Linked DNA regions of Mus musculus: all the other regions are linked to region 1. A link is a contact called in public promoter capture Hi-C data. All regions are on one chromosome and are shown on one strand. The core of a region is the stretch at or near the end of the contact, and the rest is flanking DNA. Distances in the headings are between cores, read along the strand shown.

The links. Promoter capture Hi-C pulls out the DNA fragments that hold promoters and counts their contacts. Capture Hi-C pulls out chosen DNA fragments and counts their contacts.
Region 2: a promoter capture Hi-C map of embryonic stem cells shows a contact between it and region 1, with 2.4 times the contacts expected there. The contact joins the promoter of Fam47e here to the promoter of Cxcl10 in region 1. A contact is called at or near these places in 3 of 39 promoter capture datasets (embryonic stem cells and trophoblast stem cells) and 1 of 9 other capture datasets (liver).
Region 3: a contact with region 1 is called in a promoter capture Hi-C map of adipose tissue. The contact joins the promoter of Scarb2 here to the promoter of Cxcl10 in region 1. A contact is called at or near these places in 2 of 39 promoter capture datasets (liver and macrophages), 1 of 484 Hi-C or Micro-C datasets (megakaryocyte-erythroid progenitors), 4 of 115 datasets of contacts at active chromatin or transcription factors (effector CD8 T cells, memory CD8 T cells, microglia and 1 more) and 2 of 9 other capture datasets (adipose tissue and liver).

Annotation. Positions count from the first base shown.
Region 1 is chr5:92,347,220-92,350,363 of GRCm38.p6, reverse strand. Cxcl10 (chemokine (C-X-C motif) ligand 10) reads left to right here and starts at 1,475. Exons shown (of 4, transcript NM_021274.2): 1 at 1,475-1,610; 2 at 2,149-2,275; 3 at 2,470-2,559; 4 at 2,979-3,144. The coding sequence starts at 1,550. The coding sequence ends at 2,997. It also overlaps a transcript of Art3 not described here.
Region 2 is chr5:92,569,898-92,573,041 of GRCm38.p6, reverse strand. Fam47e (family with sequence similarity 47, member E) reads right to left here and starts at 1,505. Exons shown (of 7, transcript NM_001033478.2): 1 at 1,332-1,505. The coding sequence starts at 1,453.
Region 3 is chr5:92,504,197-92,507,340 of GRCm38.p6, reverse strand. It overlaps Scarb2 (scavenger receptor class B, member 2), which reads left to right and starts at 1,684. Exons shown (of 12, transcript NM_007644.4): 1 at 1,684-2,149. The coding sequence starts at 2,033.

The DNA.
Region 1 (3,144 bases), core at 226-2,725:
GCCACTGCATAACCAAGTGTTTGAGAGCGTGGGCTACAGAGATGGAGTTTCTGGATTCCTAGAGGGTTGAATGAGGGAAAACTCTTGACTAACAGATGCTTAACACTACGCAATAGTTACTAAACTCTTTTCTCCTCAGTAAGGGACTATATATCCACTTGCTAACTGTTTTTTCTTAACATCCTCAAATCTGTTTTTCCTTCACATCTTGACTGAGAACTTGTACAATAACAAAATAAAATAAAACTGTCACCATGTATCTTTCTTTATTGTTTAATGTAAAACTGCTCAGCACCTCTTTCCACTCTAAAATTCTGAGGTTCCTACAGCGCAGCGTCTATTCTGCAGAAGCAGGTTGGGAGAGACTGCTCATGGCGTCCTCTCACAGTAGCCTTCTCCCAGCAGAAGGTTGCAAAACGAAAGTCTCTTGGCTTGTCTCTGCCCCCATTCCCTTCTGTCTGTCCTTCCAGATTCCACGGCTGTCCCGTGATTTGCTCCCTTGAAAGCTTAGCTCTGTTCTAGTCCTTGGACTACATCAATGTGGATTTTGCTCTCTAGAAATTTCTATCTTTCCCAAGCAGCAACTCCCTTCCTGTTCTGGTGACAGCTCCTGTTTCCCAGTTCCCGTTGGTGGGTACAGGTTTCACTCTTGGCCTCTGTTGTCAAGTTTTGAACCGGTACACTCCAGGCTCCTGTCCCATTCCCAGGATGAGTCACCTCCATCCCCTTCATCACTGTCACCTCTATGCGAGATCTATGTAACCTCACCTACTCTTCCAGGTCCCAGGTATCTGCTGCCTTGGGTGCTGTGCAGAGTGACATCCACACTCACTTTCATCCTTGACCCTGTAACCACACACTCACAAAGAAGACAATCAAAGCATCCCTGAGAGAATCAGCACGGGGCAACAATTAGCTTTGCAATTCCTCTTGTAACTTGTAAACATTAGTGTGACACTTCCGGCTTCTGTTCTGAATGCCTGCTCTAACTGTTCACTAAGTTGTATAGACTTTGGATCTGGCTAAATTTGGCGTGTGATTTTTTTTTAAAGTTTATTCCAAGTATTTTATAATAAAGCATATGAAGTAAAAAGCAAAAATAAACAGTGTAAACACAACAAATGTAAAAACCATGGTTAGAACCTGACTTAGATATCAGTTCTGTGTTTTATTTATGAGAGAAGGAAGATGAGAATTAAAGCCATTTCCAGACTTATTCTGCAAGGCACTGCATCTGATTTCTCAAACAGCTCACGCTTTGGAAAGTGAAACTTACCTCACTCGTTAAAAATTAAAAGGAGCACAAGAGGGGAGAGGGAAATTCCAAGTTCATGGGTCACAATAAACACAAGCAATGCCCTCGGTTTACAGGGGACTTCCCTCGGGTTGCGGAGCCTTGCTGAGTCATCTCCAAAGTCAGCCAATCAGGACTCAGGGAGGGAAACTCTTTGCAGATAAATACTCCTCAGCAGCCGGCACTCGAGAAGCGCTTCATCCACCGCTGAGAGACATCCCGAGCCAACCTTCCGGAAGCCTCCCCATCAGCACCATGAACCCAAGTGCTGCCGTCATTTTCTGCCTCATCCTGCTGGGTCTGAGTGGGACTCAAGGTAAGGGACACCAAGGCCATTTAATTAACGAAGTCAGAAGTCAGACGATTAAGCTCAGTTCTAAACACAGCATGTATTTAAGCTTTAATGTGTGTACCTATAAAGAAGAGGGAAGCAGGAAGAAATCCCTTCAGCTTGCAGAGTTTATCATAGGCTGGTTGAAGTCAGAGAAAAATAGAATAAAAGCAAAGGAACGAAGAAGGGAAGAAAGGGAGAAAAGGAGGAGGGAGGAGGAAGAAGGAGGGAAGAGAGAGTCAGGAGAAAGGGCGAAAGAGTGGGATGGGGTAAGGCACGGATGCCTCCTTGCCTGAGCCTAACCAATACTGTGAGCAGTGCATAAATGCAGGATTTCGTAACTGACAAGTTGCAGATCTCTCTTTACCATGACCAAGATATTCAAACACTCAGCCCTATGATACGATGGGATGCGTCTCTCCACAGATCAGACAGGGTCTGCTAAACACTACCTCATCCATTTTAAGTGCCTAAAATGAAACCGTGTGCTGACCTTCCTGGCTCTCCCCCTCTCTTCCTGCAGGGATCCCTCTCGCAAGGACGGTCCGCTGCAACTGCATCCATATCGATGACGGGCCAGTGAGAATGAGGGCCATAGGGAAGCTTGAAATCATCCCTGCGAGCCTATCCTGCCCACGTGTTGAGATCATGTGAGTACAAGCCCACCTGCCGATAAACGTCCCTCCCGTAACCACACAGTAAATAAGTGAGGGAAACCAGGAAAGATAGGGACGGGTCTGTGACTCTAACTAAGGCACAGTGCCTGAACTCTGACATGGACCTGCAGGGCCATCAGCTCTGTTGGCCTGACGTTAATCTGAGTATCTCACTCTTATTTCTATAGTGCCACGATGAAAAAGAATGATGAGCAGAGATGTCTGAATCCGGAATCTAAGACCATCAAGAATTTAATGAAAGCGTTTAGCCAAAAAAGGTAGGTTTGATGTTGCTTTTTCAGGAAATGGTGGTCTGGGGAGCAGCGCCTGCCCTGGGCTTTGCTGTGGGGCATCTGCCCTAAACTCATGGCACCGGCATGTGCCTTTGTCTCTCCATTTACACAGACACTGAGGTGCCTTCTTAGGTCATACATTCCTAGTGTCTAGAAGTGGAGCAGTTATTATACCTGTCACGGGTAAAGCTGCCAAATGCCCACCCCCCCCCCACTTCCTCACTTAAAAAAAAAAAAAACAAAAAACACACAAACCCATTCTGTCCCCTCAACCCCCACCCACCCGTGACCCATGGAGATTGTGTAGCAGAGGAAAATGCACCAGGCCTTTTGCCCCAGGGTCTTTGGGTTCCCAAAGTGAAAGCAGAGTCTATTCCGCTCAATACAGTTTCCTCTTCCTACAGGTCTAAAAGGGCTCCTTAACTGGAGTGAAGCCACGCACACACCCCGGTGCTGCGATGGATGGACAGCAGAGAGCCTCTCTCCATCACTCCCCTTTACCCAGTGGATGGCTAGTCCTAATTGCCCTTGGTCTTCTGAAAGGTGACCAGCCGTGGTCACATCAGCTGC
Region 2 (3,144 bases), core at 256-2,755, 220 kb before region 1:
TTTGACTACGAGAAATACCACTGTTATGTAGGTTTAATGTGAAAGTTTCTGTGATCAGTAGCTCCCCTTCCAATAAAGAGGCTTCACTTTGAGCTGGGTGTAGTGGTGCACGCCTTTAATCCCAGCACTTGGGAGGCAGAGGCAGGAAGATTTCTGGGTTCGAGGACAGCCTGGTCTACAAAGTGACTTCTAGGACAGCCAGGGCTACACAGAGAAACCATGTCTTGAAAAAACAAACAAACAAACAAAAAAACCAAACCCACAACCCCCCCCCAAAAAAAAGAGGCTCCACTTTTAGCATGGCCCCAAGGGTCTTCATGGTGGATCCCCCTTCAGGTCCTTTCAAAACTAGGCCCCCAGTCCTTTGCTTTCTGAGCTTTAAACACAGTGGCCCCTCTCCATTCATCCTGCCTCCAATACACAGGAAGTTGTTACATAAGCTCCATTTGACTACAGTGTCTTTCTGGCTGCCACATATAAATGTTCTTTGTAAAAGTTAAGCTCTTACATAGCTCAAACTGGCTTTGAACCTCCTATGTGGTAGCACAGAAATTCTCAACTCTCCCTATGCTGTGACCCTTTAACACAGTCCCTCATGCTGTGGTGACTCCCAACCATAAAATTATTTTTGTTGTTACTTCATAACTATAATTTTGCTACTGTTATGAATCATAATGTAAATATCCAATATGCAGGATATCTGATACGTGACCCCCACGGGGGTTGAGACCACAGGTTAAGAACTACTGCCCTAGCGGGATACAGTGTCTCTTATGGAGGCGTAGAGATGCCAGACTCTTTAGGAACAGTAGTACCAGGCTGAGGAGCTGGGGATGGTGATGGTTTCAGCCCATCTTCATTCCTTGGGATGGGAGTTCTGGCTGAGGACATTATTACTAATACTGCCATTATCCAGCACATTTACATTAAAAGAAATAGAGGCGTGAAAGTGTCATTCAACTCACAAAGGAGTCGTGACCTACAGGTTGAAAACTGCTGATAACGCTAAGCTTTGGATCCTCCCACCTGTACCTCATAAGCATTTAGACTGCAAGCATGTTCCACCAATCCTGCTTATCTGGTCCCAGAGATTAAGCCCAACACGTTTTATGCACTAGGCAAGCGCTATTAACAACTGAGCTATAGCCTCAGCCTACGCCTTTCTTCTTGAGGGAGGTATTCTACCAGGATGGCCCCTGAACCTACCCTTTTTTCAGATATCCAAATATGAACTCGTCTTCCATTCATTTAAGAGATAGCTTTCAAGCACCAAACATGTGCTGGAGATTAAGCTTTGCCGATCCAACTGTGTAGATAACCGGAATCCCTACCTTTGCGTGGCTTCGGCTATGCAGGATGGAGAGAGACATCGAGGCAGACAATCACATGCCAGGTGCTCACGGATGATGCAAAGAAAATGTAAGGTGGGAAGCGGCTGGATGCAGGACAGCATCCAATTTCTACAGAGAGAGTCTCTCTGCTGAAGTGACACTGAGCCCAGGCCCAGAAGAGAAGAGCATCGAACAGCTTAAATATCAAACTAGACTGCAAGGTCAAAGGCCTTGGGGCAGAGTGCACAGCATGAGCAGATCGGTGTGGACTTTAGTCTGCATCAGGGAGCACCTGCAGGAGGGTGAGCACAGGAATGACAGGCAGGTGTGTGAGAGAATCAGTTTGTGCTCTGAGTGACACGCAGGCTTTAGAGAGGAGAATGCTGGACTACTGAATTAGCTCAGCAGCTAAAAAACATCTTTGGCCAAGCTTTAATCCCCAGGACCCCAGTGGGAGAAGGAGAGAACCAACTTCTACAACTTGTCCTTTGACCTCCAAGTGTACACTATGGCACACACATAACCTATACACACTAAAAATAAATTAAAATGTAATTATTTTTAAGTTTAAGAAGAGGAGAATGGGCTGGGGGAAATGGCTCCATGGGTAAAACACTTACTGCACCAGTGTCAGGTCCCAAGTTCAAATCCCCAGAACCCATGCAAGGCCAGGCTGGCAGTACAAGCCTGTAATACTACTGCTCTTACATGGAGGAAAGAGGCAGAGACAGAAGACTCCCTGGAAACTCACAAGCCAGCTGCAAACAACCAACAGATCCTGCCAGAAACAGGGTAGAAGGTGAGGACCCACACCTGGGTTGTCCTCTGATGGATATATGTGTGCCTTGGTATGCATAGCCATCCCAATCTCTCTCTCTCTCTCCCTCTCCCTCTCCCTCTCTCCCTCCCTCTTTTTCCCTCTTGCTCTTCCTCTCCCCTACTGTATGGGGGTGTGTGTGTGTGATTCCCCCAAGCCCATTCTCTTCTTCTTAAACTTATAAGAGAGAGAGAGAGAGAATGGGAATATGGAGGGGTAGGCCATGAAACCAGTTGTCTGCTATGAAGAAACACCATGACCAAGACAACTCTTACAAAAGTAAGCTTCAATGGAGGCTTGCTTACAGTCTCAGGGAGCTTGTCCCTTATCCTTACGGTAGGGAGGAGGCTGGCATGGCGGCACTGGAGCTTTAGAGACTGCACGGTTTCTCCAGCTTTACGCCCTGATCCACTGGCAGCAGGCAAAGAGAGAGCTAAGACTGCCCTGGTGTGGACTTTTTAAAAGACAAAGCCCATTCCCAATAACACACCTCCTCCAACACCTCCTAGTCCTTCCCAAGCCCTAGTAACTAAACATTCAAATCTGCGAGCCTATGGGGCCCATTCTCATTCAAAGCACCACACCATAGTTAATAAGCTATTGTGATGATCCAAACAAGACACAGTGGCTTCCTGAAACAGCCCTGTGGTACAGAGTACTTTAGATTTCACAAAGTCGTTGCCATTTGTTGGCAGATTGCTGTTGTTCTAGAACCAGCTGATTACTATTTGCTTGCTAAGGTAATGAACACATCTGAAAAGTGTGGTTTCCACCTGTGAAGTCTGAGAGGTTAAATACAGGCCTGTTTGTAGGGGGCCAAAGTCACTTGGGTGGGAATGTCCATAAAGACATCAGAAACTGAAGTACTTCAGGGTTTAAAACAAACAAAACAAGAAAGTGGGGGCTACATAGGGAGGCCCTGTCTCAAAATAACCAAAACAAACGAATGGAGAAACCAGGCAAAGGAAGCCAAAGAGGAGACCATGAGATAGGAGG
Region 3 (3,144 bases), core at 435-2,934, 160 kb before region 1:
AGAGAGAGAGAGAGAGAGAGAGAGAGAGAGAGAGAGAGAAGAGGTATGTGCATGGAACCTACACGCATCTATCCTTATTCTTTAGTTTAGGTCACTTACAATCCTTAATACAAAGTAATAACATGGACACCACCACTGTTTGGAAATTATGACGAGGAGAAGAAGAAGAAGAAGAAGAAGAAGAAGAAGAAGAAGAAGAAGAAGAAGAAGAAGAAGAAGAAGAGGAGGAGGAGGAGGAGGAGGAGGAGGAGGAGGAGGAGGAGGAGGAGGAGGAGGAGGAGGAGGAAGGAGGAGGAGGAGAGGGAGAGGGAGAGGGAGAGGGAGAGGGAGAGGAGAGAGAGAAATCTGTGCAGGTGCAATTGTCCTGAGTCTAACTAACTATGTAGTACACCAGCAACAGTGTAACTTTCATCTAAATTCATTTTTTTCATTGCACATACCTCCCCCCCCCCATTTTCTTTTAGATTTTATTTTACTCTGCTGGGTTTTTTCCTTTATCTATTTTTTCAATTTTAAGACAGAGCTTCTTTTGTGTGCTTCTATTTTGCTTGTTTTCTTTCCTCTTTTGAGACAAGGTCTCCCTCTATGGTACAGGCTGCCTCCAGTGTCACGATTATTTGAGTGTTTTCCATCCTGGTGGGCTGACTCCTTAATGATAAGGACACTGGCCTGGCCAAGAAAATGTCAGTTCAGATCTTCCCCTGCAGATGGCATTAGTGACTGATGAGCCTCTCAGCTGTTGAACACGACTGAAATCTATCCCAAGCTGGTAAAGACTAACTTCTCAAGGTTGCTCCCAGTCCGCTGATTAAGCACAACAGGGATATTTAAGGCAGGTCTACATCTGAGATATGTCAGAATTTGGGGACATGCCAGTTTGCCTCAAGGACTACTCTCTCCCCACGGCTTTGCTGAACTTGTAGGTATTACTTTGCACCCAGCTTCCCTACTTGCCTTTTCCCATTAACGAAATCACACCCCACCCCCCACATCCCAACTCCAGTTCCTCTTACAACCTGTACAGCACTTCTTTCTGCTTCATAATAGGGCTGCCGCGTGTTTGTGTGTCTGTATGTGTGTGCCAGTCACGGAACTAACCCTTATTCAACTGATGATGACAAAATAGACAACAAACACCTGCTCTACTTGACTTGCTTCTCTGTTAACGCCCTTTATCAGGACACAGAGCCTTTCAAAATCTGATCTCCGAGGGCTTGGCACCACAAACCCTACAGCATAAGGCCTAGACTACTCAACAGTTAACTCCCTTGCCTTCAGTCTGCGGAGGCAAACGCCTCCTCCTCACTTTCTTGAGGACACACTCTGACTTATTCCTGAAGACCCAGTTCAACCCAACAAGGCTCTGCAGGTACAAATCAGGCACAAGTCAGCAGGCACCTTGTAAAAGCATTAGTTACATTGTACTTAAATCTTCCAAGGAACTCGGGAGATCCTCTGGAGTAAGGGAAACCGCGCGTCCAGCCGGGGTTCCCCATGCTTGGCCCACCGTGGGCCCTCAGCAGAGATCTGAAGGAGAAAGAAAGCGGCAGAGCGAATGGGGAAGGGCGATTTCAGTTCCCTGGATGACCGCGCCGCCTGCAGGGAGAGGATGCAGGCGCAACCCCGCCGAATCGCAGGGGCCGCTGCAGGGCACATGACTGAAGGCCTCCGCCCGGCCCCTCCCGCTTCCCGGCGCAGTCGCCAGCCGTCACCATCACCGCCGCCGCGGCTTGCTGGCGAGCCCCACCAGCCCGCGTCACCGCTCTGCGCGCTCCCTGCACCTCCCTGGCTGCAGCAGCCGGAGAAAACGAAAGCCAGGCGGCCCCGGCACTCGCGATCGCACCGGCTCTGCTGCTCATTCCGGTATCTACTCCAGGGCTGTGCGCACTGCGCGGGCAGCGGCTGAACACGCACGGAGAAGGTGCGGGAGCCGCAGGGGCCCCGGGCTTTGGGCGGCTGCTGCTCGGCCTTGGCGGAGGCTTGTTCCAGCTCGCCGTTCGGTCCCAGGCCTGGCCGGTGAGCTGCGCGCAGTATGGGCAGATGCTGCTTCTACACGGCGGGGACGCTGTCTCTGCTGCTGCTGGTGACCAGCGTCACGCTGCTAGTGGCTCGAGTCTTTCAGAAGGCGGTAGACCAGACGATCGAGAAGGTGAGGCAGGCTAGTGTGTGTGTGTGTGTGTGTGTGTGTGTGTGTGTGTGGTGTCTTTCTAGGCCACCCTCCCATTGCGGACCCTGTGTGGGGAGAGTTGCGTTGGCGCCGAGCCTGCAGAACACAGCTCTTGTTTGCCTCCCCGGGTTGGCAGGATGTGGAGACTTGAGGTGACTCTTCCTTTTAAATAACCTGTAAGTCTACAGATCTCGACTTTGTAGAAAAGCCTTGCGTTTCCGTTCTATCCTTAGCAATTCTCCACACCCCTCTACGCACCCGGTCTATGTTGAGCCCTGTTTCCCTCGCACTTGACAAAGAAATAGAAATGCGTAAAAGCACCGCAGAAGAGGCTGGCTTTGTAGGCTTGCCCGCGCAGCCTTTGAAACGGAGTGAGCCTGGGGATGAGAAGTGGGTGAGAGGTCTATTGTGTTCTCCTTCCTGGGCTGGACAGGGTAGGGTAGGGTAGGGCAGGGCAGGGCAGGGCAGGGCAGGGCAGAGCAGATGGCAAACAGTCTAGGCTTTAGGAATGGGTGACATTTTATCCATTGCAGTTAGTGCTTAGCGGCTCTGTGTCTCGCAGACAGCCCTGTCTCTGTTTCATACTTGTGCTCATCAGCCATTACTTGGGTAATTAACGAATTTGGACCTGTCTCCCAGGGTGTTTGATGGGGCCTGAAAACTGGTCATGTGGAAGACTTCTCCATCCTGGGGCCACCCTGGTCACTTTTTTCTTTTACCCTTTCACCCACATTCACCAGGCACGGTGGAAAGAGGAACTGGAGAGAGTTACTAGGGTCACCTTTTCCTTTAAAAATAAAGAGCTAAACAAATGAGTCACTGGGGTAGCCTTTCTCATTAGCATCATTCTTATGCATAATGTCTCGCTGATCTCTGTTGCTGTCTCCCAGGTACAAAAGCTTAGGCTTGAGAGTCTGCTTGGAGTCACTGTATTCCAGATTAATAAAATTAGTTGCCTTATTCCAAATGCCAATAGA